Linked DNA regions of Mus musculus: all the other regions are linked to region 1. The links are chromatin contacts, called in public HiCAR-type, HiChIP or PLAC-seq and Micro-C maps. All regions are on one chromosome and are shown on one strand. The core of a region is the stretch at or near the end of the contact, and the rest is flanking DNA. Distances in the headings are between cores, read along the strand shown.

Region 1 (4,226 bases), core at 1,063-3,562:
GCAGATTGATTTGCTCTGCAAGAGTTCTTGGTACCTGGTTACTTTCCTATTTCTAGTGCATTTCTTTCATGTTTATCCTTTTAGAACATTTAGCTGTAACAGCACAGGTTTCCTGGATCCAGTGTGGCTGGAAGGAATGTCGGTGATAGTGTCTGTCATCATCTATAGTCCCAAAGTGGTTTCTTGCAACACATTCCAGGATATCTTGAAGAAAAAGAGTTCTGTGTTTAAATAAATAGAGAGACATTGAGTTTCATAGGCTGGCCACCAAAGTTGCCAAAGAGTTAGGAGTAAAGGAAAATGTAACTTGGTTGAAAGGTGTTCTTTCCAAGACGTGGCCATGAAACAGTTTCTCCCCTACATTTTTTTTTCAGGATGCCTATTAAAGTACTACAAAAATTCATGTACTTCTGAATTTTACTGGTAAAGAAACAAGTCTTGAGGAGAGAGTGGGGTTGTTATAGAGAGAGACTAAGCAGCTGGGACAAGAACATCATTCCTATTTTGTCCAAACTGGTCAACCACATACTAAGGTGTGTTTGGGAATTTCAGGTATCAGGGTGAGGGTGGAGATGGTTAGCAGAAGGGATTTGAATGTTTTATTCTCTACTAGGCCTTTTTCCCCCCCAGGGAGCAATTAGACAATATTTTCCCAGGGGGCAGATTTCCTAAACAGACTCTTTTAAAGGTCCAAGATTCCCTTTTAAAAATGGGAGTTGTTTATTCTTATCTCCTGATTTTGGGATAGTTGCCTTATAAAGCCTGGATGTAGTAGCATGTGCCAAGTGACGCTTTAGATGCTGGCCATGTGAGGAAGTCCCGAGCAAGAGCCGGTGATGACTACTGACTTTTGGGATTCTCTGTGAGCTCGCACAAGGCGTACTTATTACATGGGTATAATATATCTACAAAGCACCTCTCAAGCTCACCATACTAAGGGTGAGTGAGACACGGGGCTTGTGGGACAAGCCAGGACTGGGACTCAGATGAAACAATGCCGGGCAGAATGTCCTCAGTCCCTGCAGACTGGCTGGTGCTCCGCGGAATCAGGTTTCAGAAAATGGATCATACTGGCATGAGACTTGATAAAGACTGAGGGAGGCTGAGAGACTTGGATAAGATGTACCAGGCAGAGAGGCCATCTAGGAGAGACATTTCGAGATGATATGATAAAAGACCTGGCAAGACACAAGGGAGGATGCGGAGCAGTGAGCTGTCCAAGTGGGTTCAGGAGGACGGGTATCCAGGGGTTAGGGTGTGCAGACATAGCCTTGAAGCCTATAAGTCGCACTGTGGGCTCTAGGGTGTCTGCTGAGAAGCAGGCACTCCAGGGAGGCAGTGGGGAGCTTGTGAAGGTGTGTGTGTGTGTGTGTGTGTGTGTGTGTGTGTGTGTGTGAAGAACATTAGATAACACCAGGCAGTAAGAGCCGGGGTAGAAAGGCCCACGTTAGGGGATGGTGGTTGCTATCGAGCAGTTCAGTTCTGAAAAGACCAAGGGAAACATTCTGGTATTGCCATTCAGACTAAAGGTAAACATGGCCAGAGAAAGCAGGTCAGTCACTTTCCAGGTGCACAGGAAGAACATACGGTGCTGCACATTATCTCAGGCGATAACATCCGAGACAAAATGAAGGCTAGAGATGGCAGCCAGAAGGAAACGTCACAGAAGACAGCTAGAGAGGGCTGATTCAATACACAAACCATAGCCATGGTTGAGAAACCCAGCTTTGGAAAGAATGCAAGCACCATAGTGGCCTGGCTGGTTAGCAAAGGGACTTCAGTTTTTGTATCTCTTTATCTGGGAAAAGGGAGCGATTTTTATCTCAAAGGGGTTAGGCTTTTCCTGCGAGAAACTTCCTGAGCACGTGGACACACGGCAGGAGCCACGCGAGAGCAAGGACCAGCGGGCAGAAGTTAAGTAGTGGTTGCAGATTCTCCCAGACGCCCAGAAATAGTGGGGACCTCAGGAAATCCACAACCGCCCTAGAATTGGGCTGAGACGCCCTGTAGAGAGGACTGGCCGGTCTGGTCCACGAGCCGCGCCCCAGCCCCCAGCCCCCAGCCCGGCACAGCCCTCCGCCCGCTTTCACAACCCGGCCCTCTGCACTTAACCCCCACTCTGGCTGGTGGCCGAGCGGGTCCCAAGCCCAGCGCGCATGCGCCGACGGCGCCCCGCCCCCCTGAGCCCCGCCCCTATTTCCACGTCTCACTTCCCCTAGCTCTGCCTCGCCGCCTCGGCTGCAGCTCGGCCGCCACGATTGGCTGCGGGACGTCCTCCTCTCGGCCAATAGACGCCACGCCGTCGCCCCCGTGTTACTGGGTAGAACAAAACAAAAACAAACAGAGCGAGCGGGGCCAGAGGCGCTCCGAGGCAGCGGCGGCGGAGGCTGAGGAACGGGGTCGGGGCCCGGCGGACCGGAGACCCGGGCGAGCGGCGGCGGCCCGAGGGGGTCAGTACTGTGGGCGCGGCTCGCACGCTCGGGCGGGCGGCGTCCTCGTCCCTTAGGCCCGGGTCGGCGGAGGCTGCCGCACGTTGGGAGGGGGAGGGGGCGTGGAGGCCTCGCCGCGGGGGTCGGGACGCTCGGTCCCTGTCCACGCTGGCCCTGGAGCCCTCCGGCCACCGGCGCTCGCCCAACGCCCGGGGCTGCGGGGAGCTGCCGGTGCTCGCTCTCCGAGGCCGGGTCGGTCGGGCCGGGGAGCTGCAGCACGGGCCCGCCCCCTCCTCCGCAGCCCCATCCCCGGCGGCCGGGCGTGCGTGGCTGCGTGCGCTCGCGGTGAGAGGAGCCTCCGGGCGCCCGGTCCGACGCAGTTGGACGCGGGGGACGGGACGGTAGGAGAGGGGTGTCGTCCGGACGGAGATCCGGTGAGGGGTCGGTGCCCCGAACCGAGGCCTGGTCCGCCTCGGCCGGCCCTGCCCGCTGCCGGAGGGTTGGGGTCCTGCGGGACAGGCGTCGGTCGGTGCGGGCACGGGGCGGGGACAGCTGCCCTCCCGGCCCTGTGCCAACTCCTCCTTGCAGTCTCCTGTACAGGGTCCCTTAAAAAAAGTACAATACAACCTAGAGAAAACAAAGCCGAGAAGGGAGCCCCCTCTCTGTGAACGCATGCTGTGTCTGCTGCCCGTGGCTGTCCGCTACTGTAATGTACGTAGAGGGCGTGCTTTTTGGTTTTTGGTTTTGGTTTTTTGTTTTTGCTTTCCCTGAACAGCCTCAGAACTGCAGATGTAGGTCTCGCCTATCTTCCCCGAGCCCCTCCTTGGGAACTGGCTCTGTAAACCAGCCTCTGTAGTCGACTACCTGCTATGAATGATTCAAAATGCGGCTCCGGGCCTGGGTGAGGGGTGGGTGTGAGGCCTACGAGCTGCGTTTAAGACATTTTGATAGCTTCACAGCTGTAATACTCTTGATTTAAGAGTTTGAAATTTTAGGGGAAGGCCCTAGCATATATATTCGTGCTCGTATTTATATCCATAATATGCGTGCGATATCTATCTATATATCTATATCTATCTCGTGGTAAGAGTAGAGGAAAATAAAATACTTGTTACGGCTGCAAAAATAAATGTACATGGTTGCTCTCAGTAGTGGTTGCTTTTGCGTTATTGTTGTAGAGTGCTCTTAGCAGAATGCAAGTTGCTAATTAATGTGACTGCATCCCAGGGAAGAATTAAGGTCATTTTCTAGTTAACATGTGGTCTAAACTTGACTTCCAAAATGTCAAAGTAATTTATCGGGCATTTAGGAAATGCACTGGATAACAGTTAATTTCAGCTTAATCGTTTTTAGCTGTATACATAGCTTCCCCTTACCCCATGGGAAATGATTTTGTATAGATTAGTGTGGAGCAAATGGAATTTAGATTTTTTTGTTGTTGTTGTTGCTGTTGTTTTGCCTAAGGTTGAGGTAAGTATTTTAAGGATCGTTAAATTAAAAGAAAAAAAAAAGCCCACTGAAGAGAGTGTCACATACTGTCCTTTAGAACAGCTGTGAAGCTATGGGTGTGTCTGCGTCTTGACTGCTTGATCCAGTTGTTATGGTCTGGAGATAGAACTATTTTTTGGTTGTTATAATTAATAAAACATCATATCATGTGATAGTTATTTCCTGATAGCTGTTTTCAGTATCATATCTTTAGTGATTGGAAAGCAGTTTTAACAGTTGGTGTACAAGTCCACGTTGTTAAAAGCTGCTTTTTGTTAACCCTAAGAAGGACTTCCTTGTAAGGCACTC
Region 2 (4,226 bases), core at 1,025-3,524, 1.4 Mb after region 1:
ACATCTAGACATCCCTGTGGTGCAAGCAGCTCCCATGGATTCTGAGCTAGTTGCTCCCCCCCACCACCAGTTTTTTTTTTTTTTTTTTTTTGCAGTTATACAAGGCTCTTCAGTTTCTGGATATGTTTTCCAACATGTTCTCCGCCTGAGGCGCTGTCCTCCCTTTCTTCTTTTCTGGAAACTTGCTATATTGACCAGGTGGGCCTAGCTCACAAGATGACATGTCCCTGCCTCCTCAGTGTGGAGATTAAGGTATGGACTACCACATACATCCTTTAAACACCACCACCAACAAACCCCCAAAGAACAAGTCTTCAATTGCTTTGGAAATCGCTAACATAGATCATTATTTTCAAATAGACACAAGTTCTACACATAAGTACTCATCAGTCACTGGAGTAGCACCAGTGTCACCTAGGACAGAGGCTGATTAGGTAAAAACCAAAACGTTATCATAATGGCAAACTAAACATAAAAAAATTATGCAAAGGTCATTGTCAAATGGATCTTTTTCTTACCGGTTTCCACCCCCGAGGGACGAAGCCAGGACCAGCAAACATGGCATTGAAGTAATTATAAAGAATCATGACGGTCCAATTTATCAACATGATGAAGTTCACACTTCCTCCAGTTGTATGTAAGGGCCAATACCACAAGACAGAGTCGATCATGGCCATTGTGGAACATATTGCTATAACACCCAGGGCTATGATGGGACCCCAATGACACAGTCTCCTTAAGTCTTGAAGATTTTCAAACTTGATTACTGAGCAGAATATGCCCATCTTGGTGAAGAATGACTTCTTTCTTCTAAAGAACTAGAGATCTCCTTTTCCTGTGCACACATTTCTGTGTGCAACAAGTCCATGTGTGTGCCTGAGCTGTCATGCCTTTGGCTGAAGGGTCACTGAGGTGGGGTATGTCATTTTCAGTTGTGGCCTCCAGAACTCTGTATCTCACAGGAGAATATAGGTTGATTTGAAACACAGCCTAAAGAAAACAAGATGGGAAAACTCCGTTTAGAAAGTCCATATGCCATTTATTTAATATTTAACTCCAAGGAGCACTTGACTCAGCACCTCGAAAGCACACTAGTGTGGAGTTCACCTCTTATCGAGAACAAAAATAATTACTTTGGACCTATCCAGAATACAGTCCGAGCTTGAAGTGCACGAAAACCGGACATATTAAACAGTTTTCCTCTTCTGTTCAAAGTGCCAGAAAGGATCGACTACTCCTAGCTTAGTGGATCGTTAGAGAGAACAAAGACTTAGGGAGCTGAGAAGCAGGGTCTTATCTAATTATCACGTATCTAATTCTTCCTAGAACAGAAACTGGCTTAGAGAGACTGTGATTATATCGACCGACCAAGGTCACAAGTAACAGCTAAGTCCAGAATAGAAGCACCAAACTTCTTTTTTAGGACGTTCTAAACTGCCTCCCAACGAGTTGTGAATTAACTGTGACATGCTCTACGCATATAATACTTTGTGTATTAATAACTGGGCACTTGTTCTCCCAAGCGCCAACATTAGCAATCGATCGGGGTTAAAGGTACAGGAAGAAGGGTGAGATTAAAACGAGAAGGCCGCATGTGTGTGCGCGAAAAATCACAACTGAAGCAGTGCACGAGAACGAGCACAGAGTGGATTTAAGCGGGCGGGGGGGGGGGGATAATTCCCTCCGGGGCCGAGGGAGAAGGGAAGAAGGCACGCACGGGGAATAGTTGTAGACCTGAGTTCTGAATGGAGTGAAATGAGCCGGGAAAAGACCTATGACACATGGGTATGACGTATGCGTAACGGATTCCCACGGAGCAGATGCGCCAGCCCGGTCGGTGCCTGCCTCAGTTTCCCGCCCATGTAGTGGTGCGGGATGCTCTGGGATCTTCACTCACAGGACAAACGTCTTATTAAGCGAGGTCTGGGCTCGATATTTTGGAGATGCTGGGTCGACTAGGTCGAGGCGAAGACCGCCTCGTAAGCGGGTTGCACCCCCTGCGGTGACTCCCACCTCAGTCTGGTCTCCGGTGCCCGCTCCACAGCCATCGCATTTCCGGGACGGCCCGGGCTCAGCGGAACAGATTTTCTCCTCCTTATAGCTCTGTCATGAGCGCTTCAGTCTGAGCAAGCCGAATGCGAACCCTGACGGCGAGACCTGCGCGGGGAACTCGGACCCGCGCGTCTCTGGTTCACGCGGCCGCCGTGAGCCTCCCGCTCGGGTCCTCGGCGCAAGCTCCGCCACAGCCACTTCCGGTCGGTGCGCGGCGTCAATCTTCCCTCGGAAAGCCCGCGCCTGCAACTTAGAGTTTGGGGGCGCTCCAGCCGTTTCTCTGGAGCTGCAGTGTGGGGGACGTGTATTCTGTGATACCCGAGAGCATGTGGGCTTTCGTAGTCTTTTTTTTTTTTTAGGGGTCACCGAAAGTGAACTTTTTCTTTAGTTTTACGTTCGAAGATTTGGGTGGAAAGGAAAAGGCGCAGGCAGCGCAGTTTCCGGAGGACAAGGACTGCGTAGAGCAACCAGGAAGCGGCAGGGCTGGGAGTTGTTCCCGGTTCCCGCTGTGCTGTGGAGACTTCTTCACAGGGTCCCTGCGCCGAGGCCGGGCGCCCTTGGCGAGTCCCGCTCTGAGCGCTAGAACCCGGCTCCGGCCGGCCGTGCCCGAGCTGCCATGTCTTCCGACTTCGAAGGGTACGAGCAGGACTTCGCAGTGCTCACTGCTGAGATCACCAGCAAGATTGCAAGGGTCCCTCGGCTCCCTCCCGGTGAGTACCCTGCCCGGCCGGGCGGGGGCGGCCTGGAGAGCCGGGGGCCGCGGAACGCCGCCTGGGCACGCGGGGCTCGCTGGCGCGAGGCTGCTGTGGGTGGTGCTGGCGGCCCGGGGAGGGGTGCGTTCTGGGTAGTAGGTTGTGATTGGCATTAAATGTGCTTCAAATGCAAAGCACCTTCTGCGTGGAAACCATTTTGGGGGGGTGGCGCCTGTTTCCTACCCCACCGCTTTTTAAAAGCTTGTATAGCCTTGGAAACATTGCTCTGCATCTTGATTTCTTCTTTTTTCCTTTTCTTTTTTTTTTTCTATCTTTTTTTATCTTTTGTAAAATATGAGTATTCAAAGGAACTGTGTGAAAGTATCAAGATTGTGGATCTGTAAATGCAGCAGCAGCGTTGTCGTTTTAGTCAATAATTCTGTTATCCTTATTCGTGGCACACTAGAATGACGAGCTAGGATGCCTGAATTCAAGTCTAACCCTTGCCACTTAGAAGTTGTCTCCTAGGCAAGTTTTCGTTATCCTTCAAAACTTCCTTCTTGGTTCGAGAGACTCGTACCTCTCTCAGGGCGGTTGTGAAGATTAACTGATACGCAGCTGTGAAGCCCTGTGTCTTAGCTCTTGTTAGGATTCCTATTTTTCAGACCTCTGCCCTGATTCTGTGATTCTCATCTTTCTTGGGTATCTATAACCCAGTTTTATATGAAACTTCGTACAGGACAACTTTGCTCACTTTTACAATTCAGCATCCTCCAGGTATTACCCTGCATGCTAGGTTGTCAACAGTGGGAAGGTGGGAGCCTTGTCTGATTTTCTTGACATTTCTTTTCTAAGGGCTCAGATTTTTTTTTTTTTTTTTTGTGAATAAGCAAGGGATTGTTATATAATACTTTGTGACTTATAAGATAGTGTTTTAGGATTTTTTCTTTAAGTACAGATTTAATTTGAGTAGTTAGTAACAGACAAATTGTGAGTTTTATTTATTTATTGGCTCAGTTTCGTTAGGGAAATTGAATGATCACTGGGCTGCTGAACTTGCCTCTACTCCAGCTCTGGAGCATACTGTGTAGAAGAGATGATTCTCATTGGTCTGCAGAATTGTGGGTATCTTCACTTTCTTACCTGGTCAGCCCCAGGCCAAGATGACAGCAGTAACTTCTCTTGAGTCTAAGTTGTTCCTCACCCCCTGTCCAGAATTTCCCCCAATCTTTATGTTTATAAATAATTTTTCCCTTATCACCCCTCCCTGTTTTCTGTTACTAGGGATATTTGCTTGAAGCCAGGACCCCTGAGCCTCCATCCCACTTACCTCCTGAAGTCTCAGTTAGCTCGGAAGGAGGTGAATGATGTCTTAAAGAGGCTTATGAGTTCAAGGAAGGGAGCAAGGGGAGAGAACCAGTGTAGCGTATACCATGGAGCTGTGTTGCCTCAGAGATTTTTACAAAAAAAATCTGATGGAAG
Region 3 (4,226 bases), core at 682-3,181, 1.2 Mb after region 1:
TACTGTCTCTTGCCCTTTCTTTTTTAAATTTATTTTTCTTTTTATTTATTCGTCTCAATTGTAGTGTCCCTCTCTCTACTCCTCCAAGTCTCCCTACCTCCCCTTACCCAAGATCCACTCCTCTTCCGCATTTTTCCTTCAGAAAAGAACAGGCCTCCCAGGGATAGCAACCAACCAGCATAACAAGACACAGTAAGACTAGGCAAAAGCCGTTATAGCAAGGCTGGACCAAGAACACAATAGGGGAAAAAAGGGGTTCCAAGGGACAGATAAAAGAGTCAGAGACACCCCCCACTCCCATTGTTAGGAGACCCTTAACCCCAAGTTCAAAAACCACAGTATTTCTCTTACCCCTTCTTAATCCTATTCCCAGCTAATCTTCCTTCCGCCTTCCCGTGTGTGTTTGTTGTGCTTGGTGACCCAGTAAATTCAGTTATGTCTACTTACAGGAACATGGGCAACTTACCATTAACTACACCACTGAAGAAAATGTACCCCCCTTCCCCAGCAACCACTCCTTGCTTGTAGATCCTCAGGGAGGGGCTAGCCTCCTCAGGGAGGGGCTAGCCTCGTGAGCTTCTCTCCTGTCCATGAGAGGATGTGGACAGGCTGTGCTTTGTGCCAATCAGGGGCTGGTAAGCACAGCTGCTGAGAGTCCCAGAACGGAGTGGGCATGGCATGCCCAAAAGCGGCAGGCATTCCATAGCATGCCCTCCCCTCCCCCTCTTTCCTGGTGCCCTCAGCCTTGAAGGGTTGGCATCACGGGTGTGTGTGTGTGTGTGAGAGAGACAGAGAGAGAGAGACAGAGAGAGAGAGAGAGAGAGAGAGAGAGAGAGAGAGAGAGAGAGAGAGAGAGAGAGAGAGAGAGAGAGAGAGAGAGATGTCCCATTTAAGGTTGAGCATTCCAGAGTTACTTATTCTAAGCACTTGGACCAGTTGGGAGTCTTTAGCAACCACCACAGACAGCACAAGGAAGCGTCTGTGATTAAGGCCGATAGCATCACTAACCTGTGGATGTGAACAGAACTACTTAGAAGGTAGCTTTCAGGCACATCGTGTCCATTTAACAAAATGACAGCAGTAGTGTTCTATTAGGGCACGACTATGTTTTTAATACACACACACACATATAAGTCTATGTGTCTGCATATACACACTATTATGTGTTTTGTTGTTGTTCAAGACAGTGGTTCACTATGAAGCCTAGGCTAGATTGAAATGCACACTTCTTCCTTAGCCTCCTAAGTGCTGGGATAACAGGTGCAGACCTCCTTACTAAGCATGTATCTTCAGAAACGAATGAATTCCTACTTTGTGCTAGTTGTCTCTAGAGGGTGAGTTTTAGTGTTTCTGTTGATTTTCCCATGCTACCTGTTTTATTCTTTTATTTTGCTTCTCACCTGTAACAGGGGTACATTCCCTTGCAATAAGTAAGCAAGCAATACTCTCTAAGTTGGTAATTACTTGTGGTGCATTGTCACAGAACAACAGTCTAGCAGATGTGTTCTCAGTTTTCATAAATATGCATGAGAAAAGCAAAAGCCTGAAGAAGTGTCTTCAAATGTTTTAAGGCTAGACTGATGTTTTCATTTTCTGCCTCTGCTTTTCGGATGCCTCTGTTTTCCAGATGGATCCTTACGTAGATGTGAAACAAATGACATACTTGGGTCGAGCAGTTGTTCTCGTGGGCTGGGGAGAAACTGAGAAACTGGCTTTGGGAAGAGGGAGGGAAGGGGGACCAGGGAGAGGGAGGGAGAGGAAAGGAAAGAGAATGGACAATGAATGGGAATTCTATTGAGAAACAGGCCTTTGATTGTTTAGGTCAAAAGGCCAGAGGAAAACGTTGACGCCTCCCATTTTCTTCCTACCAGGGCAGTGTCTACTAAGAAACTCTAAACCCCCTTAACATTCTTCAGGGGATTCTCAAGTCCAGGGCTCAGAACTATGCATAGAGAGCTATTTGTTCCTGGGTGGAGAGGCAGCTGGGGAACGGGGCTCACTGTTTCAGCAAATATGGCTGCAGGAAGGGGAGCGTTCCCATCAGCCTCTCGCCACAGCGCTGAAAGGCTGTCCAGCTGGCTGTCCAGCAGGAAGATACCCTTAGGTTTTGCTGGGGGTGATAACCTCTGCGAAAATCCAATAGCTATTTCCTGATCTCTCTCTCTCCCTCCCCCTCCCCTCCCCCTCTCCCCCTATTCTCCTCCCCTCTCCTCTCTCTGTCTCCATGCCCCCTCCCCCAAACACACACAAAAGGAAAGGAAAGGAAACAGGGAAAGTTCCTTCTTACTCAAAGCTTCCAGAACAATGGGGCTAAATTGCATGGTCTGATGAGCAGAAGTAGGCCAGGCCTGGATGGGGGAAGAGCAGACCAGACCTAGGAGAGGGTAAGAATGATCTCAGGGAGGGTAAAGCTTTAGGATCACCCCCCACCCCACCCCACCCCCCCCCCCCCACACACACACACACACACACGTACTCCTCCTCCTGCCACATCTGTTACTTCTAACTAGCACAGCTCTTTCTCACTTGCTTGGTGCTCAAAAATCTTAAACTAGCAATTCAGGCAAGTGTCCCAGGGTTCACAGAAGGAAAACAAAACAAAACAAAACAAAACGTTGGCCTAACCCAGACATCAGGAGAACTGGAGAGAGCCCATAAGAAAGTTCTAAAGGTGGGATGGGGGTTACACACCTAAGGGAAGGCAAGGAAAACAAGGTCCCTCCAGCACCAGCAAGGGCAAGGGAAAGGGGGAGGCTAGCAGTTCTCTGTAGCCATGATACAGGACAAGGGAACACAGGACTTGAAAGACAGCCACTGAGGGAAGCAGGGAGCAGGCAGAGTTTGCACACAGTGCAGCAGAGTGCAGCAACTTGGGGCTCGAGCAGGAGCAACGTGGGGTCAGGGTCTGGTGAGTCTGGCTAGCTTCTTTGAAAACCTGGGCACATAGGGGTCAAGAAGCTCTTCTGGGAACCAGGGACCTGGACTCAGGAGGCTGCTGGGTGGCCTGAAAACTGCCCAGACGCTGGAGTCTGCTCAGATGTCTGTCTAGCTATGGAGGTAGAAGAAGGAGCCAAAAATGGAGACGCTGGAGCATGTCCCTGTTCTGCAGTGTGACATCTGAACAGCTCTTCACTCCGTCAAGTGAACCTTCAGATAAGGTGGCACCTTCAGACCACAACACTGCAGTTTCAAGCTGTGCACCAGGTGCATCTGTGCCCGAGGTGCCTCTATGGCCAATTCTCTCCTCCACACCACTGACCCCTCTCTAGCTGCTACAGTGGGAAGAGGCCTCACTCCTTACGTGCAGGACTGAGTCAGCTTTTCTCACCCTAACTGTGATGTTGGCCAAGCCCCTTCCCTGTTAGCCTAGCTGGCCCCATGTGTGGTGTGATGAGAGGCCCAGGTTTAATGCACATGGCCCTCCAAAGTCCACTGGCTCTCTTGTTCCTTTTGGCTGACCTGGCTCCAACCTCCACACAACCTAAGCACTGGTCAGTCTTGCACTTTGGCCAGAAGCCACTCTGACCACAGCTGGCCCTCCCAGCCCCCTCCTCTCTCAGTTCCAGCCCCAGGGACTCAGTCTCTCTCAAGTTCTGAATGTGCTCTCCATCCCGGGGTCCTGACATGTTCTAGAAGTCCTTCAGCCTGGAGTGCTCTTCCAGGGGGCTGGTGGGTGGGGAGAGAGTGTCCCCTCAATTCCCAGTAGCTCTTTCAGGATCACCTGACCCCACCACCTACCACAGCTCCTTCTCTCTTTGCACATATCCTTAAGCTCCCACCCTGATTCCGGTGAGAGCCTCACCACACACTTCTTGCCCAATGTGGGTTATCTTTATTTGCAATACTTCTTCCCAATATGAGGAAAGCTTCAGGAAAACAGATTTCAGCCAGGGGAATTTGCTGTTAGAGCCCCAGCACCCGGAACACCAGAATGTGGTTAATAGCTATTTGTCAAATGAGTGTTAAGTGAATGAATGAATGAATGAATGAATGAATGTATAAGGGTGGGCTCATACTGTCCAGTGTTAACCTCACTGTTTGGCTTCTGTTTCCAGCTAACTGGATTGGGTTTTTCCAACCTCTGGGGTCCAGGCATCTTCTCCTTTCCCCTATTCTTGCCCCCGGGTTTCTACATGTGTCATAAGCTGCTTCTCCAATGTTATTCAGGTCCTTCGACTTGCTTTCTCCACCCCAGGTCAGCCCAGAAAGGCCTGAAGTTCAGATGG
Region 4 (4,226 bases), core at 480-2,979, 1.2 Mb after region 1:
GCTTCTTGTGTTTCTTGGTTACTAAATTATCTAAGGTGGGATAAAAACCCACAAATAATATTCACCACAGCATGATGGTGCACACATTCTAGTTCTGCCCCTGGGACGGCAGAGACAAGCAGATGCCTGGAGTTCACTCTCCAGCCAGTCTTGCCTAATTGGCTGGCCCTGGGTCCTAGTGAGAGACTATGTCTCAAAAGGTAGGCGGATACTGCCTGAGGTACAACACTTGACCTTAGCCTACACATTCACATCCTTACACATATACCTGGACACATGTGGTCACACACACACACACACACACACACACACACACACACACATACACCCCTTGCAAATTTATCCTTAGTTTACTGGGAAAGGCATTGCCTATGTAAATCTATGAGTGTTAGGAACCACTAGAGATTGCTGGAGAAATAGCTTAGAGGCTCAGCTAAGAAAGAAGACAAACTACGACAAGGGCAGAGAAGGGAGTGAAGGTCAAAGTAGAGACACGGTTGCCCCGTGACACACTGCACTGTTCCACTCTCCAATGTCACATGCAGTTCCTGTTAGTGACCTGTCCCCTCTTCTGGGATGTGAATTCCTTAAATGGAGTGGCTCTGCCTTGTTGCAGAGTCCTGGGACTAATTAGAGGTGGGTCAGGGATGTTGGCCTACTGACGGGGTGCTGAGGAAGCAAAGTGCTAAGGACCCAAAGTGATGCTTATCAGACCCACGACACATTCTCTGTTATCTAAGGGTGCCCGCTATGCTGCCTGGTGTGGGGAATTCCACCCATCCAGCAAGCTCACCCTAAGCATCAGTGTACAAGACAATAACATGTGATTCAGTAGGGACTAAGAGTGTGGCAAAGTGCTTGGGGATTTGTAAACAAAATCTCAGCATCTCTTACAAGTCCCATGGAGCTCCATCTGGGAGAGGGGAGGGGGAGCCAGCCTTCTGCTGCTGCCTGGTCCCCTGGCTTTCATTTTCCCAGGCCCTTGTTCTTCCAAGTTGCTACTTGGAATTGACTCAAAATACATAGCGTTACCAGCAATGTTCAAGTAGCCCATGACAACTACCCCTCCTCTGCAGAGAGGCTAGCGTAAGGGTTCACTGGGAAAGGGACGCCCTGGCCTAGGGTGGAGCAATCTATGTGATTGGTGGTGGTGGTAGTAGGGGTGCCATGTTTTTCTTTAGTTTGGTTTGGGTGTTTGTTTGCTGTTTTGGGGGTTGGGGAATGGTTGACTGCCTTGGTTTGTGGCAAGACACTTGAAGCCCAATACACAGCCACGCCCCCATTCTGGGTGGAGACAAAGCAAAGCTTTGAAGTGAGGTCAGTGTAGTGAGACAGCCAGAAGGGTAGGAAAGGCAAAAGCCAGGCCTGTGGCAGCATCTGCTGTCACTGGGGCCCCTGAGGAAGCACCCAGGAACAGGGACTGGGTGCTCTCATTATCACACCCAGCATGACACCCCAGAACCCCATTCCACATCTAAGTGCAATTGAAGAACTGGATGGCACTGAAGTGGGGTGGATCGGGTTCTGGGAACTGAATGTTGACAATGGACAACCCCCACCCCACCCCCTGCAATGTTACTGTCAAGTTCTCCAGAATGGAGAGAGAGAGGCAGGCGTGCGGTTGCCTTGGAGAATAATGGGCCATCTGAACTGCCTTTGGAAATCTCCTGGTGTAGAGTTCCTCTGCACAGCTTCTTTGTTCCTTTCTCAACATTTGATCCTCTGAGTGCCCATCCAATGAGGAGTTTAAAATCCAGAATACAAGTGCCGAGTGTTCTGGGCCTTGAATTCACAGTGCTGGTCCGTCCTGCCAGTAATTGTTTCCTTCGAGCATCTTTGGCTAAAACAACCAGGCCCCAGCGAGGTCTCTTTACCCCTTGTGCCCAGAAAGCAATGGTCAGGGCTTGACTAAGGCAGGAGTGAGGCCCCAGATAGGGAAAAGGAAATGAAGAGAGTTGATTGGCTGTCAGAGACTGGGTGGAGGCGTGGTGAGGGTCAGCGGTGCAGACCCCTACTGGAAAGGCGGGGAGGCTCCTTCTGCGTGGCTCAGGAGCCCGAGGCCTGCAGTCCTCCTTTCATCCCTAACCTTCCAACTGCCTTCCTGGCCACTGTTTTTGTCTGGGAAATATGCTAACCAAGTTTTTAAAGCGCACTCTCTAATGTCCTGGCCTGAGAATTCATAAAAGATAGTAGACAAGACACCTGGTACTACCAGGGCAGGCCAAGTGGGCAGCTCTGGGAACACGCATGGGCGACCAAGGAAGAGACCATGAGCCCATCTCCAAAGCTTCAGCTCCCAGCTCACCTCCTAGGCTCCTGATCTCAGAACTTCCCCAGCAGAAAACAATATTCTGGATGGGTTTATCACCCAAGCTATTCCTGTGGGATTTGAAGGAAGGGGATGTGGGATGCTGGCTACAGGAGCGACATAATTCCTGAGACAAAGCAAAGGGAGAAGGGAGTTGTCACTGCCGGCAGGGAAGAATTCAGGAGGTCTCCTAAGAGGAGGTGCACCCGTGCTTTCTTCTGGGTCAGCCTCTCTCCAGGAGAAGTAAGACAGAAAAGCAACAGAAAAAGAATCACAAGCCTCTCCCTTGCCATTTGCTTGTTCAAGAGCATCTTAGATGTCAGCATGAACAACTCGGTCTGAGGGAACCACGCGGTCCAGCTTCTCTTGTTCACAGATTCTGAGCCCCATAGTAAGCAGATCCTTAGCCCATGCAGGGCCACTGCTGCATGCCCGCTGAAGTGAAGCATACAAACACTGTAGTTCACCAAACAGCCCTTTCATGACTGGATACCACTCCCTTCTAAGTCCTTTGTCCTCTCCAAAGACACAAATGGCCTGCTGCTTTTAATGCCTGGTGCACCATTCATATTTAGCTTGTCCAAGGGCAACTGGTTTTCTTTGCTTCCCTGTTCACCCTGTTCCATGTGCTGAAAACACAGTAAGTCCACCACAGAATCTCTTTTCTCAAAGTCACTTTCATGAAAGAAGTGCTGTGCCCATTTTACAGATGGGGAAAACAAGGTTTAAATATCAAGGAGAAACATAGGATTTAATTACAGATATAAATAATTTTTCTCCTTCTATGATCTACTATGATTCTAATAAGATTAACCAAAAAAAGGACAGTCCTTTAATTTGAGTTCCTTAGCGTAGACGTAAATACACCAAGACAATTTTCTGGGAGTAGAGAGAGAGAGAGCAATTCAGAGTGGGCATCTTCAGGTAATAGCATGGGCCCAAAGCATTAGTGACCTAAGCAGGTGCTAGAGCTGAGAAAGGAAGGAGAGGCTGATGGCTTGCCACATGGAAGATCCTCCAATGACAGGGGAAGCCACAGGACTCTGAAATCTCCATTTACCACACTAACTTATAACTAACCCTCAACTTCCAGTCTGCTTGTTGGGGATTGGTTCTAATGCTTTGGTTTAATCAGGAATCTGCCTGTCCAAACGCTGAAGGTCCTTGTCCTCAGTTGGCTTTTGATTGATCAATAAAGATGCCAGCTGCTAATGGTTGGGCATAGGGAGTCTGGGCAAGACTTTTAGATTTGCTCAGGCTAGAAACTGGAAAAAAAAAAAAAAGAGAGAGACAATTGCCATGACTTGGGAGTGTGGGGGAGAAGGGTGGGATGTAGGAGCTGCAGGAGAGAGAGAGCCAACCAGCCATGCGAAAATTCAGTTGAGTGGCCACTGGCCACTTCTTTGATTGGGCCAGGGGGAGCAGGGGAAAGTTTAGGAGTGCCAAGTCTTTGAGCTAGCCAAGCCATTTTAAAAAGAACTGTGTGTGTGTGTGTGTGTGTGTGTGTGTGTGTGTGTGTGTGTGTGTCTTCCATTCGAGAATCCAGATAGCTCTTGGGCAGGTGCTCACATGCAACCCGCAGGAAGCACAAAGTGGAGTAGCTCAACCCACCACTACATCTCTTCCTTTAAATGAGTTGATCCATTTCTCCCCCAGTTTGTCCTAAAGTCAGTGAGTAAAGGCACATGGAGGAGTATCAGCAGGGAGTGGAATGTTCTCCATCAACGTTTAGACATGGTGAACAGTAAGAATACTGCACATCAGAAACTGGGTTGTCCCAGGGCCTGGCTGCCACACCACACCTGCTCCCCGCCCTGGAAGCTCTATCAGTCTGGCACTGGCAATGGATCAGAAACATTAGCAAGACAGCCTAGAGTAGCCCAGGAAGTTCATAATTCTGGATTTGCTTACAGAGAGA
Region 5 (4,226 bases), core at 1,135-3,634, 1.2 Mb after region 1:
TAGTACCACCACAAGAAAATGCATGCTTTTCAATTAGTTTAATAAACAAGTTTCCTGTTTTTTATGTTTTAGAGTTAATTTCCATTATAAAACTCAGGCTTACTAAATATAAGTTGTGTGGTAGATACTAAAAGGAAAAAAAAAATGTTTAAGCACACTACACAAAACAATGGTTACTATTTTGCCTCCATACAAGAAGTTTTATTTTTTAAATACAATTACTGCTCTGAAATTTTCCACCCATTTTTTTTTCTTCCCAGTTAATACTACCAAAAATTTTAAATCTTAGATTGTAAAAACACCATTTCTAAGAGTCGGAAGCAGTTTCTTTGATGATTAATCTCTACTTGATATCACTGCAAACATTTTAAGTGGGCTGTGATGAAGGCTTCTCGTCAACTTACCCAGTCCTCACTGGTGTGTTTACATCGGCCAAGGCTGTATTCCGATGAACTGGGCAGATAAGAAACGTCTATTGTGCCAACTGTCACTGAAGACTCCTCCATGGCAGAACGTGCAAGTCCCAAACCATGTGCTGTAAGAAATAAGCACTACTCAAGGAAGTATCCAGAGAGTAACCCCGGGCCTCAAACTGCTCATCTCCTCACAGTTCTGCTTAGTAACAAGATATTACATGAACTGACAGATTGCTAGTGTAGTGAGTAGCAGCAAAAAGCTATAGCTTGGTGGTAGAGTGCTCATCTGGCCCGATCTGTTTACATGTCTGCTAAACTGCCCTGACCTCAAAGGTCAACATTCACAGACCAGTATTTTCCGAACATACAAGGATACAGCAGCTGTAGCCTTCAGATTCCTGGGCAAAACTGTCATGAGAAGTCACTTGTAAAAAAAAGGAAGACAACTTCAAAATAAGGCACTTGTAATAATACTGGCTTGCAACGAATAATTATTTCACTTTTGTTAATAACTGAGTATCCCTGGGAGGATAGAGACAAAAACTTTTTTATTATTTATTTATGGATGTGTGTGCATGTATAGGCATATACATATGAGTGCTGGAGGAGGCCAATACTGCACATCAGATCCCTGGAGCTAGGTCGTGAGCTACCTGATGCAAGTGCTGGGACCAAACTCTGATCCTCTGAAAGATCAGCGGGACTGTTAACCACTGCGCCACATCTCCAGCCCCAGCGTAAGCTTACTTGGTAAGACATTTTATATGTATGAATGCAGCTTTTTTTAATTTTTAAAAACCTTATATCATCTTTATTTAATTATTTTAGCTGCTGGCTTCCCCCTGCCCCCCAGCATTAGATTCTTCTCTTAAAATCAAAATCCACCTTCAGTGAGAGAACACTGTTCTCTAAGAGGAACACCTGGACTCTTTACAATCCCCACGTGGATTTGCTCCGATAACTGTTTAGCCTCAAAACAACATCTGCCCTTAGCCGTTCAGCATAAGCAATCAGCTGACACCAGAGATCAGTAAAGCACCCCATCTGGTGGGAAAAGTTCTTTATTATAAAGATTCGACGCCCCCTCCCCCTACCAACTTCCGGTTCTGAATGGCCACACAACGGAGGGGGGCCGGGAGTGGGGGAGCACACTGCAGCCTGAGAAAAGAAATGAGGCGATCGGAGGAGGAAAGGGAGGCTTGTGCCAACAGACGTCCAAGCCTTGCTCCTCCAGCCCCACAGGGTTTACTTGAGGTCAAGCCAGATTTTTTTACAGGAGAGGGGAGGAGAATAAAAGAAAAGAATCCCAGAGGCTCTAAACAGCAGTGCTGAGCAGGGAAGAAAACAAAATCTGACAGTGGGCCACAGGCAGGGGCAAGGGGGCCCCTCTGGAGTTCAAGGCCCCGTCTGCACACCACGCATGTGAATTTGGACAAGTTGGTTAACTACTACGCCTTGCTTCTCCCATCTGGAAAATGGGCAGCATGCCACCCGACAGCTGTGTCCGGCTGCAGGGAGGGCAGGGGTCTCCATAGCACGCCCGGGACACTGTGGGGTACGCGGGGCTGCTGTCAGCGGGCGGTCCCTGGAGCCAGCTGCTCGCGGAGTCCCCCGCTGCCTCGGTTTCCCTCCCGGCCCCCCGGGACGGAGCGTGCTGGGATGTCAGCCCTGCTGGTGCTGTCACTGCAGCCCGGTCCCTGGAGCGATACCGTGCCCACCCATCCGGGAGCCCGGCCCACTCCAGGGGGAACCCGGGTGTCCGCCCCGGACTCTTGCAAAGCCTCGGGCGGGCCCAGGGAGAGCGGCGCCCACCCACGCACCTGACCCCGCGCTCCGGCCCAGCGGCGTCTGCAGCCGCAGCCCGCACCGCGCACAGCGCACCGCGCTCCTCTCCACCCGCCCGGCAGCTCGCGCCTGGGCGCACGCAGCTGCCAGCGCTTCGGCTCTGCGCCTGCTGCAGCGGCGCGCCGCGATGACGCGGGCGGCGCGCGGCAGTGACGTCGGGGCTGCCGGCCGCCAGGCTTAGCGTAAGGCGCTTGGAGGAAGGGGACGGTGGGGACGGAGAGCATGGGGAGTGAGCCTGATGTCTACACTGCCCAAGCTGCATGCTTCGTGCATCGGCCGGTGGGTCTGTCTGTCTGTCTGCCATCTCCCTTGCGTGACCTCAGCTAGCCTAGGCTAGCACCAGGCCCTGTCCTGTGGCGGAATGCATTCGGGCTGCGTGGGTTTAGGTACTTGTGCGTGATCTTGCCTTTTTGTATGTGAGACCAAGCTCAATTTGTGAAGAATGAAGAGGCAAGGACTGCAGAGTGCAACGTTGTGAAATGTCTGAGTGACCGAGCCCGCAACGGCGAAAAAAATGTAGAATAGACAAAGGAAGGCTTGAAAGATAACTAAAAACATGCCCATAGCTCCCTAGAACCCAAATGCCTGGGCCCAGCACATCAGACATAAACAGAGAGGCCGCTCCTCTCCCTCTGTCCCCAGCAGTTGTCCCTGCTGTGGCCCGGAGATGCTGTCCCTCTCCTGTTGTGCTTCTGCCTCTCATCCCAGCACTCTGTAGTCCCAGAACTGCTTCTCCAAGCCTTCCCTTCCACCCCATTCCTCCATTATCACAGCCTCCTGCGACATCTCAAAGATTAACCAGAGCACCATGTCTCAGGTCCTCATCCATCGGTGTCAGACTGCAAACCCATGGCAGCGACAGTGCCTTACATCAGGGTCCTAATTAATATGTTATAATAAGCACCCAGTAAATACTGGGAGCTGAGGCACAACAAGAAAAACTAGATTTCCTTAGCTTGAACTTTCCACTTCTCTTTATAAACCCATCCTACAAAGCAAATATTCTCTTCTGGGAAACAACCCCAGAGAGTAGAAGTGGCCATTCATCAAGGACCCTGCCTTGATTTAGCCTCACATGTACCTTAGCAAAAAAAAAAAACAAACATACTTCACTAAGGCTCTCAAGGAGTGTATATTGGCTACAAAGAGTAATTTCTTATCCCAAAACATTGTGAAATTTTGTGCACAGGATACAGGGGCCCTAACAACAAAACAGGCATGGAAGGAAAGCATGAAGAAAAACTTTAGATTGATAAAGAAGATAAGAGAAATGAATTAGACTGACAAAGAAATTCTAAAATGTAAGCCATATGGAAAGTGTGTCTTACATAAAACTCAGTCATAGTGACTCTTCTTGCACAAGAGTGGCTGTGCATGTGAATGTGGGTTTGCCGTGCTAAGTTCTGGTTACATAATGAAAATTGTTTTGGAAACAGGTGGCACCCTAAGCAATTTATTTTATCAGCAGAGTGATTTATAGTAACCAGTCTAGCCAGTCAAGATGGAGCAACAGGGGAGAATTTGCTGTCTTATTTAATACAAGAAAAACCAAACAGGCAGTATAAAACAGTGACATTCAAGAATCAGACATTCTGTACCTTAGGTCGACAGTCCAAGGGGAGGCACACAATGAGCTGAACCCTGTACTTGCTTTGGCTTATCACCTAGAGAGAGTTATCAGGCTTCAGTACAGAAAGAAGGAATTCAGCCAGGTTTAGGTAGACTGAAATGAGGAGATAGAATTGAGAGACTATGGGTGTCAAAGCAGGAGCAACATCAGAGTACCAGAGAGGAGAAAGCTATGTGGCAAAAGAAGCCATGGAGACCTGCAGACACAGGTTCAGGGAAGAAGAACACATAAACATGAAGTGAAGAAGAACACTCACTGTGGCTAGCACAATATGGGGACTGCTCTTGGATCTACAAGTCATAGCTAAAAGATTCTCGGTGGTCATAAAGGATGCT
Region 6 (4,226 bases), core at 1,196-3,695, 1.2 Mb after region 1:
GCATAAAATGTCCTAGGAAATGACAGCCACATTTGAGCAGGAAATGAGTTAAGGGATTTAAGGGGATGATAGAAAATAGTCTGCAGACCTTGGACCCTGAGACTCCCCAAACTTCACACTTTTCCAAGCCGGCGCCAACACCAAGCTAAACTGAAGAACGCCTCCGCCCTCTAGTGGACAGAATGGCCATAGTCCTGGTGGTTCCAGGTGCCCTCTTCCTTCAGTGTGATAGAGAGGACCCAGAAAAGGACAAGCAAGAATAAAACTGTGGACCATTGTCTCCGGCCCCTATTCCCTTCCCTCGTTCTTCCTCACCAGTCCCCCATTTTCCCACTGATCAGACATCCACCCTTCCCAGCTTGCTCGTTTGCTCCCACATAAAACTCACTCTGTGAATGAATAAAGGAGCTTAAAATGGGAGCCTCACCTGGAGAAACTCGGTTTCAACTGGCAGAGCCTGGGCTCAAAGTCAAGTTCCCATACAGTGGGCACCAAAGAGGTATTTCCGGGTGGCTGGGAGGCACTTAGGTCCTCGCCATAGACTTCAGAAATCATTTGCACTTCGTTTTCCGATAGGACAAGGGTGGGTGGACCAAAGTGAGGAATAAGACAGACCCTGAGCTCCGTGATAGGCTTTGGAATCCCCAGGGCACCAGGGAATGGACCGGTCCCGCCCCTCACTTTCTGCAGTCCCTGCAGACATTCCTGCCTAAGGGTCCCTAGACAGCAGGTGCCCTGTAGCCACTGGAATCTCCAGCTTCCCGCAGACTTCCAGCTGCCCGAGCAAAGCCCTCTGCCACGCTCCATGCCTCAGCCCTGTCTCTTGTCTTTCGCTGTCCCGGCTTCATCTGAGGCCATCCTGGGGTCTGGTAGTATGTGACAAGCAACATGTTCGCCCTAGTTGTCTGGACAGCCTCGGCCACTCCTTCCCTTCCCTTCCCTTCCCTTCCCTTCCCTTCCCTTCCCTTCCCTCCCCTCCCCTCCCCTCCCCTCCCCTCCCCTCCCCTCCCCTCCCCTCCCCTCCCCTCCCCTCCCCTCCCCTCCCCTCCCCTCCCCTCCCCTCTCCTTTCCTTTCCTTTCCTTTCCTTTCTTTCCTTTTTTAATTACCTACATCGTGGCTTAGAACCCGCTGATGAAGTTCTATCACCACCTAGTGGTCAGATCCAAAATGTGTGGCATGGCCACACCCAGCGTTTTGGTACAGGACCACCTGATCGAAGAAAATGAAAATTAATGTATGCCTTTAAGACAGGATGGGGGGGGGGGGAATCCCAAAGCCTGTTTATGCAGAGGTTGAACCAGTGCCTGTCAAATGATGGCAGAGGAAGGAGTGGGCAGGCAGAAGAAAACTTAGTTTGCCAGGTATTCTCTTCGGAGACAGCACCCTGAGCTAACATTTATGACGCTGCCATCATAAGCCAGGCTGGGGTGCATCCGGCGTGTTCACGCTAACGTGTTGTCACCTGCTAGGTGAAGACGGAGCATCAGAAAACAGGTTCAAGATCCAGTGGCTGCTGAGTGTGGAGCTGGGACTTGAACCCAGGAAGTCTTAACCAGGTTCCGCGACTGAGTAGCAACGCTTTGGTCACCTGGGCACAATATCATGCAAACAAAGACATCAAAGGCAAAGCTAACTGTAGATGGGCTGTGTCTCCAGATTCTAATGCCAATTTCTATGGGTCCAACTTTTTGTCGACACCTTAGGCTCCGTGCCAAAAGAAAACAATTAGAAAGACACCAGTGCTCTTCCCTTGGCGGCCATCTTTTCTTCCCCGAGATCCCAATGGTGAGACTGGCTCTTCTCACCTGCAGCGGTGAGGCTAGGGTTCCCCCTCACACAGCCACAGCTGCACCCCTTTTGCCCTGGCTGGGTCCTGACATGGGGCATCATGTTTTGGAAATAATAATTTTCTTCTTCCTAGTGCATCTCCATCCTTACTCCTTCCTCGCCCTGCACCCGAGATGAGACTTAACATACTAGTCCTGAAATCCAAACACACACACACACACACACACACACACACACACACACCACACACACACACACACACACACACACACACACACACCACACACACACACACACACACACACCACACACACACACACACACACACACACACACACACACACCACACACACACACACACACACACACACACCACACACACACACACACACACCACACAACACACACACACACACCACACACCACACACACACACACACACACACACACACCACACACACACACACACACACCACACAACACACACACACACACCACACACCACACACACACACACACACCACACACCACACACACACACACACACACACACACACACACACACACACACACACACACACGATGCAGGAGGCAAGGTTGAAGAAAGCTGTGGGTCAGCCTCCTAGCTGTAGCTGCTAGCTCCCCTGAGGAAGTTGAAGAGTTTCCTCAAACCCCGCCTCCACTTTGTCTGTACAATGGGAAGCGGCTGGTCCTGCCTGCACAGCTGGCAGGTCTGTGACTGGCTGTTCATTTGTGCTCAGTGTTTTATAAACAGCTCACTGCAAAGGGCAAACTGCTCCATCTACAAACTCAAAGGGCTGCTGTCCTCCATTTTTAAAAGCGTGTGCATCCAGAGACACCACTGTTTTCAGAAAACAAGTGCACAAGCTCCGCGATCAAATGACCTCTGGCACAGGGCACGGGCAAACGCAGGAAGAGAAAGATACACACCTCTGTTCCCCACCAACCCCCCGACCTGAGGCAGGAGCATAGATCTAACAACATTAACCACACCCAAAAATATACAGGAAAAGAAAATCTAACAGCTCAGAAACGATATTGCATTTGCTTGAAAAGCCAAGGGCCTGGAGCCTCCCTATCACCAGAGTGCTGTGACAACATACAGATCCTGTATAGAACCACTTAATGGTCTGTCGAATTCAATTAGGGGAAATTTTGAGACTTCCCATTTAAACTATCTGTTCTTCCTTCAAGACTGAGTGTCTTGGATGAGAACCTGGACGCCATACCCCAGTCTCCAGAACAGCCTGGCAGGCTCTCCAGAGTCTCAACCAAATGCAGTGTTGTTAGGGACTTTCCTTAGGTGTGGCCTTTGTCCCTGAGGAGATACAGTCCTGCTCCAGGGAGAGGAGAGGGCTTGGCACTTGTATGATCTTCTGGTGCTGTGAAGGTTGGCTCTGGATAGTACTAGCACTTCCTGGATATTTAATCTCCATTGTGATTATTTCCAACCATGGTAGATAGTAGACCTTTGCCAACGAAACAACAGAGGGGACCTCTCCATCACTCTCCCATCATGTTGCTCATCCAAAATGGGGCATCAGCTCAGCATAGTCTAATGAAGAGTAAGGCTGTCTTTGCTTGGTGTTCCTAGAACCAGTCAAGACAGGAGAGTTCAGCAACAGGTCATCTATGTGCAAGCATTTGCCAGGAAGGAGAAGCAGGGACTGACCAAAGGAGACAGAGGGGGGTGAAAAAAGAAAGGAGTGCTAATGGGTCACTTGCTGTGGGCAACAGAAGCCTCTTAGCACCAGGGCCCCCAGAACATTCTTGAGAGCGAAAAAGCTAAGCTGTGTGTCAAGGGTCAGCCCTAGCTTATAAACTGAAGGTCACCCATGACAGGTTGGCTCACCAGCACTCTGCACAGAGGCTAAGACTATCCTCTGCAGGAAGATTCAGAAAGAGATGGTGGGTCCGAGATCTTCCTCAGGTTGACTGTCACAGTAGACAAGCAGAAATAGGCAAGGGACCTTCCGAATCCACTGTCAAAACCTGCCTCAAGAAAACCCAGTATAACAAAAGCAGCTCACCTTCACGCTGGAAGTAAATTGTACTTCTGGGGCGCTCTAAAGGACTCGTCTGGCACTTACGTTTATTAGCTCCAACTTATAAAAGGGAGAATTCAATCATGTGCCCAAAGTCCTGTAAGCAATTACTAACCCTACTAAGCCTCCAAACTTAACTTTGGCCCCTCATTTCTCAGCCTCCTTTCTGCCATGGTTCTCTGAAGATTCTTACAAGAAATAAGGCTAAGTTCTCTGAATTTCAAAGATTGGGTCAAAATAATCAGTGCTTCATGGCCTATGTCATGAGGCTAAATATTCTTTTTTAATATTTTTATTAGGTATTTTCCTCATTTGCATTTCCAATGCTATACCAAAAGTCCCCCATACCCTCCTCCCACTCCCCTACCCAC

What was found. Hi-C and Micro-C count contacts between places; a contact is called where the count stands out from the background. HiCAR-type assays count read pairs that join an accessible place to other places. HiChIP or PLAC-seq counts read pairs in DNA pulled down with a chosen protein or histone mark.
Region 2: a contact with region 1 is called in a HiCAR-type map of astrocytes, with 4 times the contacts expected there. The contact joins the promoter of Vti1a here to the promoter of Pdcd4 in region 1. A contact is called at or near these places in 9 of 39 promoter capture datasets (the 3T3-L1 cell line, cranial neural crest, embryonic stem cells and 4 more), 2 of 484 Hi-C or Micro-C datasets (bone marrow-derived macrophages and embryonic stem cells), 8 of 115 datasets of contacts at active chromatin or transcription factors (the NIH/3T3 cell line, the SCID.adh cell line, astrocytes and 5 more) and 3 of 9 other capture datasets (adipose tissue, embryonic stem cells and liver).
Region 3: an H3K4me3 HiChIP or PLAC-seq map of embryonic forebrain shows a contact between it and region 1, with 6 times the contacts expected there. The contact joins the enhancer-like site here to the promoter of Pdcd4 in region 1. A contact is called at or near these places in 8 of 39 promoter capture datasets (the C10 cell line, cranial neural crest, embryonic stem cells and 4 more) and 8 of 115 datasets of contacts at active chromatin or transcription factors (astrocytes, differentiating embryonic stem cells, embryonic forebrain and 5 more).
Region 4: a contact with region 1 is called in an H3K27ac HiChIP or PLAC-seq map of acute myeloid leukemia, with 10 times the contacts expected there. The contact joins the enhancer-like site here to the promoter of Pdcd4 in region 1. A contact is called at or near these places in 11 of 39 promoter capture datasets (the C10 cell line, cranial neural crest, frontonasal cranial neural crest and 6 more), 5 of 115 datasets of contacts at active chromatin or transcription factors (acute myeloid leukemia, craniofacial prominence, forebrain and 2 more) and 1 of 9 other capture datasets (embryonic stem cells).
Region 5: a Micro-C map of embryonic stem cells shows a contact between it and region 1, with 5 times the contacts expected there. The contact joins the promoter of Gpam here to the promoter of Pdcd4 in region 1. A contact is called at or near these places in 21 of 39 promoter capture datasets (the 3T3-L1 cell line, 3T3-L1-derived adipocytes, the C10 cell line and 12 more), 3 of 484 Hi-C or Micro-C datasets (all in embryonic stem cells), 9 of 115 datasets of contacts at active chromatin or transcription factors (astrocytes, double positive thymocytes, embryonic forebrain and 5 more) and 1 of 9 other capture datasets (adipose tissue).
Region 6: an H3K27ac HiChIP or PLAC-seq map of T-cell acute lymphoblastic leukemia shows a contact between it and region 1, with 13 times the contacts expected there. The contact joins the enhancer-like site here to the promoter of Pdcd4 in region 1. A contact is called at or near these places in 8 of 39 promoter capture datasets (cranial neural crest, embryonic stem cells, frontonasal cranial neural crest and 5 more), 3 of 15 datasets of contacts at CTCF or cohesin (the NIH/3T3 cell line and large pre-B cells), 4 of 484 Hi-C or Micro-C datasets (the N1E-115 cell line, cerebellum and granulosa cells) and 13 of 115 datasets of contacts at active chromatin or transcription factors (T-cell acute lymphoblastic leukemia, VIP interneurons, acute myeloid leukemia and 10 more).

Annotation. Positions count from the first base shown.
Region 1 is chr19:53,901,039-53,905,264 of GRCm38.p6, forward strand. Pdcd4 (programmed cell death 4) reads left to right here and starts at 2,313. Exons shown (of 12, transcript NM_001168491.1): 1 at 2,313-2,450. It overlaps Gm30990 (basic salivary proline-rich protein 2-like), which reads right to left and starts at 3,566. Exons shown (of 8, transcript XM_030251154.1): 1 at 3,545-3,566; 2 at 1-3,034. The coding sequence starts at 3,566. The coding sequence ends at 1,833.
Region 2 is chr19:55,313,783-55,318,008 of GRCm38.p6, forward strand. Vti1a (vesicle transport through interaction with t-SNAREs 1A) reads left to right here and starts at 2,275. Exons shown (of 8, transcript NM_016862.4): 1 at 2,275-2,762. The coding sequence starts at 2,669. Zdhhc6 (zinc finger, DHHC domain containing 6) reads right to left here and starts at 2,254. Exons shown (of 11, transcript NM_025883.4): 1 at 2,014-2,254; 2 at 519-990. The coding sequence starts at 785.
Region 3 is chr19:55,141,875-55,146,100 of GRCm38.p6, forward strand. No RefSeq gene overlaps it. Among named protein-coding and RNA genes, the nearest start is that of Gm31418, 17 kb to the left of the region's middle. Within about 2 kb of position 1,932, at least 40 of the 459 cell types and tissues checked have an H3K27ac peak or open chromatin away from gene starts, as enhancers often do. A contact at or near this core is called in embryonic forebrain, embryonic stem cells and liver, where this site is marked.
Region 4 is chr19:55,121,487-55,125,712 of GRCm38.p6, forward strand. It overlaps a transcript of Gpam not described here. Among named protein-coding and RNA genes, the nearest start is that of Gm31418, 3.6 kb to the right of the region's middle. Within about 2 kb of position 1,730, at least 60 of the 459 cell types and tissues checked have an H3K27ac peak or open chromatin away from gene starts, as enhancers often do. A contact at or near this core is called in liver, where this site is marked.
Region 5 is chr19:55,097,093-55,101,318 of GRCm38.p6, forward strand. It overlaps Gpam (glycerol-3-phosphate acyltransferase, mitochondrial), which reads right to left and starts at 2,385. Exons shown (of 21, transcript NM_008149.4): 1 at 2,237-2,385; 2 at 405-535. The coding sequence starts at 506. It overlaps Gm31356 (a long non-coding RNA gene), which reads left to right and starts at 2,451. Exons shown (of 3, transcript XR_001782666.2): 1 at 2,451-2,540.
Region 6 is chr19:55,060,971-55,065,196 of GRCm38.p6, forward strand. No RefSeq gene overlaps it. Among named protein-coding and RNA genes, the nearest start is that of Gpam, 36 kb to the right of the region's middle. Within about 2 kb of position 2,446, at least 38 of the 459 cell types and tissues checked have an H3K27ac peak or open chromatin away from gene starts, as enhancers often do. A contact at or near this core is called in the N1E-115 cell line, T-cell acute lymphoblastic leukemia and craniofacial prominence, where this site is marked.